Linked DNA regions of Triticum aestivum: region 1 is linked to region 2. Evidence: chromatin contacts called from public Hi-C data. All regions are on one chromosome and are shown on one strand. Each heading gives the region's core, a stretch centred on a gene start, on an enhancer-like site or on the middle of the called end of the contact. The rest is flanking DNA. Distances are from core to core; before and after follow the strand shown.

Region 1 (4,514 bases), core at 160-2,659, 190 kb after region 2:
CAACCGCTTGGGCGGCCCCCTGATCGCCATCCTCTACGTCCACCTCTCTGGTTGCGGCCTTCTCTCGGACCTCGACCGGTACGCATAGCCCAGCTGGCTCGAAGATCCTTGAACACAAGGGCTGACGGAGGGTGGATGCCATTGCCGTGTTCCCTAAATTGGTGACCTAGCATGCCACACACCGCGCACCAGTCAGGGAGCTTTTCGTACTTAACTTTGTATATCTGCATCTTCCCATCTCTGATCATAGATACCGCATTCTTGAGGGGTTTATAGACATTGATGCTTACCCAAACTCGATGAAAATTGCCCACAAAATCATGTGAGTTAGGTTCTGAGAATAGAACTTCTCCCACCTTTGCTGCTAGCGGAGTCACCAGATGAGCATACAGTTCTGGTGCATCATGGATTTGGATCCATAGGTTGATTGTCTCAAGCTTAACAGTGGAAGGCTTCGAGATTCCATCATATGGCAGAGGAATCACCGTGTCTCCCCTGAAGTTCCATGGACCATCGTTCATGACTCTCTCCCAATCACCAAGGCAAGTGAATTGGATCGTATACAGGTTTTCCTCCAGAGGTTTAAACCTAGCCTCCTGTGCGATGTCCCATGCCGCTCTCATGTTTCCGTAAAACCAAGTCTGGTTGTAGCTCTTCGTGGTGTTAACCCTAGCTAGGGTATCCATCTCGGCCCCTCCGGCGGCACAACTTGCTCATCGAAGATCACATCGTCCAAGTCCTCCTCTCTCAGTCCCAGCTCTTTCATCATCTGCTCAACTTCAATGATTCCCGAGGAGCTCAAGTCCCCGGAAGCCGCCATTAGATCTCTCACCCGAAGAACAGATCGGGTCGTTTGGGGGAACCCTAACTTCCGCCGGCCCCTCCCCTCGACACGGGCGAGAGAGGGGGTTGATCGGCGATAGGGGAGCAAAATCTCGACGGCGGCGAAGATCGCCCCGGGAGAACAACTCGAAACCCTAACTAAAGGGAAGGATCTGGAAGGCATGTGATTTTGTACTATCTACTCCCTCCGTTCCAAAATAGATGACTCAACTTTATACTAAAGTTAGTACAAAGTTGGGTCATCTATTTTGAAACGGAGGGAGTAATTTCTGATGCTATATATAGTCTAAAACGCCCAAAATCCCCACGGAGAAACACAGCCCCATGGAGAAGCACAACGTTCACTCGTGGCCGTGCCGACGTGGATCCAATAATTGTTGCGGGCCCACACCTCCTCCACCCGAAGCCGATCTGACGAGCCGTTCCGGGCCCAGACGCTACTCACTCCTCCCTCCAAACAAATTGTATAATTATTTTGACGTCCTTAAAACCTTTTTGTGCTCGATGACATGCGGGCCAGAGCAGCCTCCGACCAACTATTTCCCAATTTATATACTCGAGTGAATTGCTCCCCCCTCTCTCTCCCTCTCTCTCTCCTCTCTCCCGTTCAAAGTCGTCGTCTTGCTCTCGAGCTGTTTGATTCGATTCTTATCAATCCACCATCCTCCGTAGCTGCAGGTCCGATCGTGGCGGTTATGCCATCGGCAGCGCTGGCTGCCACGCCGGACTCTGCGTCGCCGTCTCTGCACCACTACCGCGGCCGGTTGCGCTCGCCGCTGGCAAACGGCGGCACCAAGGGGAACTTCGAGCTCCGGCACTGGCGCACGCCGCTCAAGCGGGCGCCGTCGTGCCCACCGCCGGGCATCGAGATCCCCAGCAACGACGACGATGGCAGCGGGAACGGGTACACCAGCCTCCGGGACATCCTAGCGTCACCGCGGTACGTGGGGGCGGGGAGCTCGCCGGCGGCCTGCGTCATCGGTGGCGCCGGCAGCTGTGGGGACATACACATGATACGCCACCCGCTGGTAAAACACGCGGCGTACGCGTACCTGCAGATGACGCCGTCGGCTAGGGAGGACCCAACCCGCCGGAACCGGCGCTGGCGCGGCCCACTCTGCCGCCTCCTGTTCGGCTGCCTCAGCTTCATCGGAGCACTCTTCCGGCCGTGACTTCTCCGGAGGGCGCACCTCCATGCGATTCTTGTTGCACCTCCTTGAATTCTCTTCGATTTCTCTTTTCTTCTTTTCTTTTGTGCGATTAGATTCTTTTGTAGAGTTTTCCGGCTTATGTTTGGGTTGTAATTTGTGTGAATAATTTGGTAGGATTAGACACAAAGAGGAATGATAGCAACAAGAGAAATGATTAATGCCATACTACTAACAAAGCTGATTAGTCGTCATGAACTCATGATTGATGCAATAATGGAAAGGAAAATGGTCAGAACACAAGCATGTGGAGGAAAATAATTGAAGAAAACTGATCGGGAAAAAAAGAGACAATAAATTGCTATCACCACAAGTCTACAACATGCTTCATTCATATCTCTTCACACTGGGTTAATTGCTGGATTGTTTTTCTATGTACTAGATTTCTTCTTTCAATTTGACCTTTGCTTGAATCATTCTATTTCTATGTACACAATCATTTCCTTAAACCGGTGTAAAATTCCATCCCTCTCCTCTAATAGTCCTTATCATTATGAGTTCGCCGGGGCTTGGGGTTGATGGTCGCGCGCAGAACTTCAGCGACAACTGCGGCATCAGGGTTGTCAAAGAGAGATTCCTGCGGTGGCGATGGCGGCCGACGTTTAGTCGCAAAGGGACTCCAGCTAGACTTCTTGTTCCTCTGCTGAACACGCACAATCAGAAAAGAGATGAAACTGCTGTCAATACCACTTGCTCAAATTGTTTCCAGTGCATTGTATCTTATCATATGATTCGTGCACGTGATTTCTATAGCTGACAGGCAGGATGTTCAGGATATTTAACAGATTACAACATACATACTTGATTATATGAGTGAATTCCAGTTTTTACCCCTGGTTTCACGTGTGGTAGATTTTACCCCATTTAGCAGAAATTCTCAATTTAGCAAAACTTGTGCCACAAATTACCCCATTTCATTTTATTTTTTATTCCTCTGCTGACTGTGTATATGCCACGTAGATGGTTCCGTTAGCACCCCTGTGTTGTTTCTGGTTTGCTCCGGTCTTCGGGTGATCAAACCAATGACACAATTGAAGACTGGCCGCCCCACACCGGGGAGCTTGCCAGCGACATTTTCCCCTGAAGCAGAGGTGCGGGAAGGGTTATAGGGATACCCGAGTAACTGTTCGGGATATACCGAAATAGTTGGAATAGGCTCAGTGGCCATGGCAGCATGTCCTGCCAGATGCGAGTTAGGAGGCCCGTGCGGGCTAAATTGGACCGGGGGGGAGCTCCAAGGAGAGAAGACATCTCACAGGAGAGATGGGGGCAGCATGAGCAGCCCCGGTACCGGCCTATGGCGGTGGCACATGCCGACCACGGCATGGAGACGAGGGAGTTTGAGGTGTACAGGGTGCCACGCGCGGCTAACAGGAGTCGGGCGTCTCCCCTGCTGCTCTGGTCAACAGAAAAAAACAGCCAAAAGAACTAGAAAAATAATAAACCGTCGATGTGGCATGCATGGTCAACAGAGAAACTGAATAAAATAAAAGGCGGTAATTTGTGGCACAAGTTTCGCTAAATTGGGTAAAAATTAAGAATTTCTGCTAAATGGGGGCAAAAGCTGTCACAAACGTGAAACTGACGGTAAAAAATGGAATTCACTCTAGTTATATCAACAGTCATGAAAATCAGAGCAATTGCAAGAATGAAGAGAGCAAAATTACAAGATGGGAAGGTGCAGTAGTAACATGACAGGAATCGGACAGGAGATTTGGTCTGTGGAAGGGGACGAATCAACAAACAGTTCCGTTGTGTCTTTGGCTCTTGTGCAGACAATATCCACGTTGCCTGGAGCAATGGTTTCCCCCTGTTTACAATACAGCAGGTTGCGGCGTCGCTATCCGGTGGGCCGACGCTGAGTGCTGACAACGGAAGAGGCCTATGGCCTTGGTAGAGATTGGGGAGGAGGACCGGGTCGTTGGCTTGGATGGGTTGGATAATGCTCCTGTCTAATTGTCAAAGTGGGGTAGTGAGAGGGAAACAAAGGAAAGAGTGGTTTGGCAGGGTTGGGGCTGTTGCTCTCTTATTCAAAACACTCTGTTTTGAGACTATGCTGGTTGGAGTTTCTTCAGAATGGATAGGCAGGTGGTGTCATGGCTCATGGGAGATCTGCTGCAGTACATTATAGTAAGACTGCAAACTTGGTAGCATCCAGTGGCTAGTTACATTGGAGTTTCAAAATGTTTTCCTTAGAGGAAGATATCACTTTGAGTAATTTGCACTTCAAGAATAGGATAAATGAAAATAATTACCGATGGCAAAATAGTTTTTGGTAGTAAATAAATACTTATTTAACCGTGGTACTTTGCTTGCTAGTGTATCCCAGGATACTTACTTAGAGCTACATATTCCTGAAAAAACTATATGTAGTCGAGTGGGGCCTTTTTTGGTAAGAACTGATGGTGACACTTGATATTTAAGAAGCTACATATTTCTTGTAGTGTGACAATCTTACGATTT
Region 2 (4,706 bases), core at 1,307-3,806:
CTTTGGGATCCACGTGATGACAGATGGTCCCGTGCTGCTTCTGACCCCGCTCGTTGGCTGCCGTGGCTAGGCTCCTCACGGGATGGGTTGTTGGGCACGTCGTGCGGCGTGCGTCACGAAGAGGCCGTGTTGCGTCATGTGTCTTGGAGGGCCCGCACAAGGTGGGCAGGCACATGTGCACCCGGCTTGTGCACACCCCTGCCGCTGCTGCAGTGACATGTGGTCCCGTACTGCTGCTGGTCCCACCCGTCGGTTGCAGCGGCTCCGCTGCGCGGTCTTGTGGCGTCCCATCTGGGATTTCCTGGTCGTGCGCAGCGTGGACTGGCCCGTGCGTGCCTGTCGCATGCATCGTGTCTCGCGTCTGGAGAGGGGGTGTCCGCCCTACCCACACCGCATCGCATCCAAGTCGTACTGGCGCGCTCCTCTCCTCTCCCCAATCTCAATCTCCATCCTACCTCCCTCGTCAGCAACGAGACCCACCACCTCCTTCCTCTCCGCCGTGACCCTCCGTTCTCTTGTCCTCCCGAACCTCTCTCATGTCGTCGTGCTAGCGCCGAGCACCGCGTCCGCCCAACCCTCTTTGTTGCGCAAGGAGGCAGTAGGACGAACAACGATGGTCCGAGCTCCGCTGCCTCCATCCATGTCTCATCCTCCTCTTGCGCCGGCCGACCGGAGGCTGCCTCCCTGGTTCCCCCTGATCTGCGCGGCCGGACCTTCGTCATCCGGTCTACACATTATGTAGCTCGCACGCGCTGCGTGATGTATCACATGACACATGGACAATCATTTACGTACACACTATTGGATGAAGCTAAAGGGGCGGTATTGTGTGGGACAACATGATCCGTTGTTGAAAAACTTGTTGGACATCCGGTTAATCTCGTGAATTTGAGACATTGTTCTACTAGACTTATTCGCATGCTATGTATATGGATGATCCGTGCTATTTTCTATCCGAACTTTAATTAATATCGATTGCTTTACGCAATTTTTGTCTGTTTAGTTCAAATACTATTTAAAATGTATGTGGGCAATCCTGTTAAAAAAAATATGCGGACAACATTGGACGATGGTCTCCGGCATCACAGTGTCCGTGATCCGCGAACATACATGGGCGCAAATTTACGGGTTTGATAGAGGCAAAGGTGTCCCGTCTTTCGATGAGATGACGATTATCGTTTCGGAGGAGTAGACTTTGACGATCCGACTACGTACGTGCGAGGACGTCGCGCCTTAGCAATCGCTAAACCAACCCCTAGAGGTTATTGACCACGTCGGAGCACGATCAACCTGACCATGAGGGTCTATTTCCTGCGAGCAAACGAAGAACAAGCAAGAAACCGAGATTGCAATCTGGATATTGCAAATGTAAAATGAAAGATTTATTGATCAAGATGGGGTTCTATGACATATTGGTCTGGCCGTTGAACACAAACGAAGTACGCGAAGTTGCAGCTATGGCGAACTTTTAATCTAAACAAAACCCAAAGTCTAAACGAAACCAACCCTACCTCTTGTTTCCCCATACATACGGACTCTAAAAATAGCCTATACTTATGTATTTCGAAATTACATGGGTGTGGCCCAATAAAAAGGTGACGCAACATCCTAGAATAGCCTCTGGACGAAAGTTATGAAGTAGCATCTTGTATATTTCGTCCAAGGCTTCATGCACTAATTATGGTGGATTCAACGTCCTGAAATCATCACTTGTAACTCCGTTCTTGTTCCCCTTGCGCATGCCACCATCTCCATGCTTGTACTTGCTCCAATGTTCATCCTTCTCCAAGCTAGGCCCTTCATTTGTAAGCAAAACAAATGTATCCAATTTAGGCAGCATCATATTCTCATGAACATTAGAATCATTACCAAGAAACGAAAGTTCCTGATAATTTAATTGGTGTGCGCGAGTTCTAGTAATTGGTCCAGTATATGTGATAATAGGGGCTGTGGGTGTAACAGTGATATTGATGTCCTCGTCAGGATTAGCTGCCTAAAAAAACTCTGCAGATGGATGTCGAGCGCATTCATTTAAGCCTTGGGCGCGCGGGCTTAACCAATCAGGAGTCTCCGCGCCAAAAACCGAGAGCCAGCGCGCGCTCAAGCTGGCGGTTGACCCACGTGTCAGGGGGAGGCCACAAGCGCGGCGGCGGGAAAATAAAAGCGCGCGCATCTCTCCACGAAACCCGGGCCCCACACAGTTGGGCGTTTTCCTTGCTTTAATTTGTTTCGACAGAGACGTTTTCCCTGCTGCCACGTCTCACTTTTATCTCCCATGATACATTAGAATCACCAGGCCACATGACGTGTCAAGAATGTTTTCGTTTCCCTGTTGTACCAGTACTGCACACCGCTAGTCACTCTTGTTCGATGCTCACGCTTCTCTCAGTGAAGAAGCCAAAGGCTTATTTCATTCGAGTGATCATAAATTGAACACTCGTAGTAATAAGAAGATAGTACTGTAGTAAAAAAGAATGACCGCTTACATTTCCCGTCCCGGTCCTCTAAAACTGTACCCCATCATCTGTCCGAGGCCATAACTTTCATCCTCCACTACCGAAACCACAATTTTCCCTCCTTTCCTCCCCCTCCACCCCCTCCTTTCCCTCGTTTTCTCCCCCTCTGCCGCCAAAAATCCTCAGATCCAAACCCTAAGCGCCCCGCCCCGATCCATCCGCCGGCTCCGCGCCTCGGATCACCATGGCGGCCGCCGCCGGCGGAACCAGCAGCGAGGGCGCGGCGCGCGTGCTGCTGCAGCGTTACCAGCCGTTCGGGTCGCCGCCTGGCGAGTACCACCATTTCGGCCCGGCCGACGGCGGCGGCAGCGCCGACATGACGGAGGCCGTCGTCCTCAGGACGCCAGTGAGTTGGGGTGGGCTTGTCAAGGAGCTTTCTCGATAGATTCACTGTTTCGGTTTTCAGTTGGACGCTTCTTAGGACGCAACCCGTCCCGCTCGCCACGAGGGGAGCTCATCTGAGCCGCCGCAGTAGATCGAGCGTAGCAATGCTGGAGCGTGTCACTGTAGATTTGAGAACGCCCAAGCTGGGGTCGAGGGGAATGGTTGTTTTTGGATGTGATAGAGGAAAAATTGCTGAATTTTTGCTACCCGGTGGGTTGTGGCGCAGTCCAATACAGCCTTTATTTACGATTCATTCCGCTATTTCTAGAAGAGTGTCTAAGATGGAATCTGAACGAACTAAATATTTGGAAATCGGTATGATTTGATGGGAAGGCTCATGTTTCTTAACTTGATTTCTACCTAGTCACACTTTCATATGCGCCATTCTCCTACAAAGCATATAATGTTCCCAGCTGCTCTCAATTGACGACTTACTTCATTCTGCTCCTCACAACCTATAGTGGCTCAAGCTACTCCCTCTGTCCCATAATATAAGAGCGTTTAGTGTAAAAAACGCTCTTATATTGTGGGACGGAGGGAGCATTAGATTGTGTGACATGTGCTGCTGGCTTGAAAACCCCAAAGCGAAGACATTCTCCACAACTCTCATAATTGAGGTGTGGACAATGTTACGAGTTTCATCTTTTAGCTAAATTCGCCACACTGTGTGAAAACAGGCAGAACATTTTATAATTTACTGAAAGAGCTACAGGGATAATATAAACTTAACAAAAACAGTTTCTTCTTACAGAAAAAACCTGTTACTGTTTCATGACGGTTGTTATGACTTGTCTATTTATTCGGAGTCCTTTTTAATTTATTGATTAACAAGTGCTAATCCAGGCTATAAAACTATCAAATCATATTCCACTAACTTCCCTAGGATCCATTACTAACAGTTACACTTTATAAATATTTCGTTCCAGAACCCTATTCTCTTATGGCTCTCTTCCCCCTTGGCCGATTCTCTTGAATCTTACATGTTTTATCGACGCCGCATTCTTGTAGTAGCTGCAGAAAGCTTGGAGAACACATGTTAACCAACATTCAGTTTTCATTAACGCTTTTGATGCAATGCGTGCTTTTCTCATAAATCTAATAACAATGTTTCATTTTGTAGTTAAAGCGGAAACACAACAGAGAAGACAATGAGGTAGCTGAATCAAATGATTGGATGATGAGCCCTGGATATGCTAACGCAGCAAACAGTCCAATTCCTACACCACCTTCGGGAAAAGGTTCTAAAATGTCCGCCAAGCCTAAAGCTGCAAAAGGCCAGAAATCTTGTCCTCAGACCCCTTTGTTTTCCGGTGAGTGATGTGGATTCAGTCAGCCATGAATCATATTCATCTTTGACCAAGTCGCTCATGTTAATACTATTTTCCAGGTTCTCCGGGCAATCCAGCTACTCCTGTTGGTGGCTGCCGTTATGATAGCTCCCTAGGTTAGATGGGACACTCAATTTTGGACTATTGTTTTTCTGGACTGGTATTTTATCAGTAGCTTGTTAGCTGATCATCATTTATTGATGTTGTCCATTTAGGGTTATTGACAAAAAAGTTCCTGAACTTGCTAAAGGGTGCACCTGGTGGCATGGTTGATTTGAATAATGCTGCAGAAACGCTAGAGGTTGGTAGTTTGCTTCTCTTGTTTCAAGAGATCCTTTCTAGTGTTAGTCATGTAAATGTGCTGCCTTTGTGCAGGTACAAAAAAGACGTATATATGACATTACTAATGTCCTCGAAGGGATAGGGCTGATAGAAAAGAAGCTTAAGAACAACATTCGTTGGAAGTAAGTTATCCTGT

Evidence for each region. A called contact is a pair of places that touch in the nucleus more often than the background predicts.
Region 1: a contact with region 2 is called in a Hi-C map of leaf, with 2.1 times the contacts expected there. The contact joins the promoter of LOC123111129 here to the promoter of LOC123111126 in region 2. A contact is called at or near these places in 2 of 5 Hi-C or Micro-C datasets (both in leaf).

What each region holds. Positions count from the first base shown.
Region 1 is chr5B:231,013,831-231,018,344 of IWGSC CS RefSeq v2.1, forward strand. LOC123111129 reads left to right here and starts at 1,410. Exons shown (of 1, transcript XM_044531820.1): 1 at 1,410-2,222. The coding sequence starts at 1,539. The coding sequence ends at 2,015. It overlaps LOC123111127 (putative HVA22-like protein g), which reads right to left. Exons shown (of 6, transcript XM_044531819.1): 6 at 2,324-2,691. The coding sequence ends at 2,527.
Region 2 is chr5B:230,822,397-230,827,102 of IWGSC CS RefSeq v2.1, forward strand. LOC123111126 (transcription factor E2FA) reads left to right here and starts at 2,557. Exons shown (of 14, transcript XM_044531816.1): 1 at 2,557-2,862; 2 at 4,021-4,210; 3 at 4,288-4,344; 4 at 4,444-4,529; 5 at 4,604-4,692. The coding sequence starts at 2,701.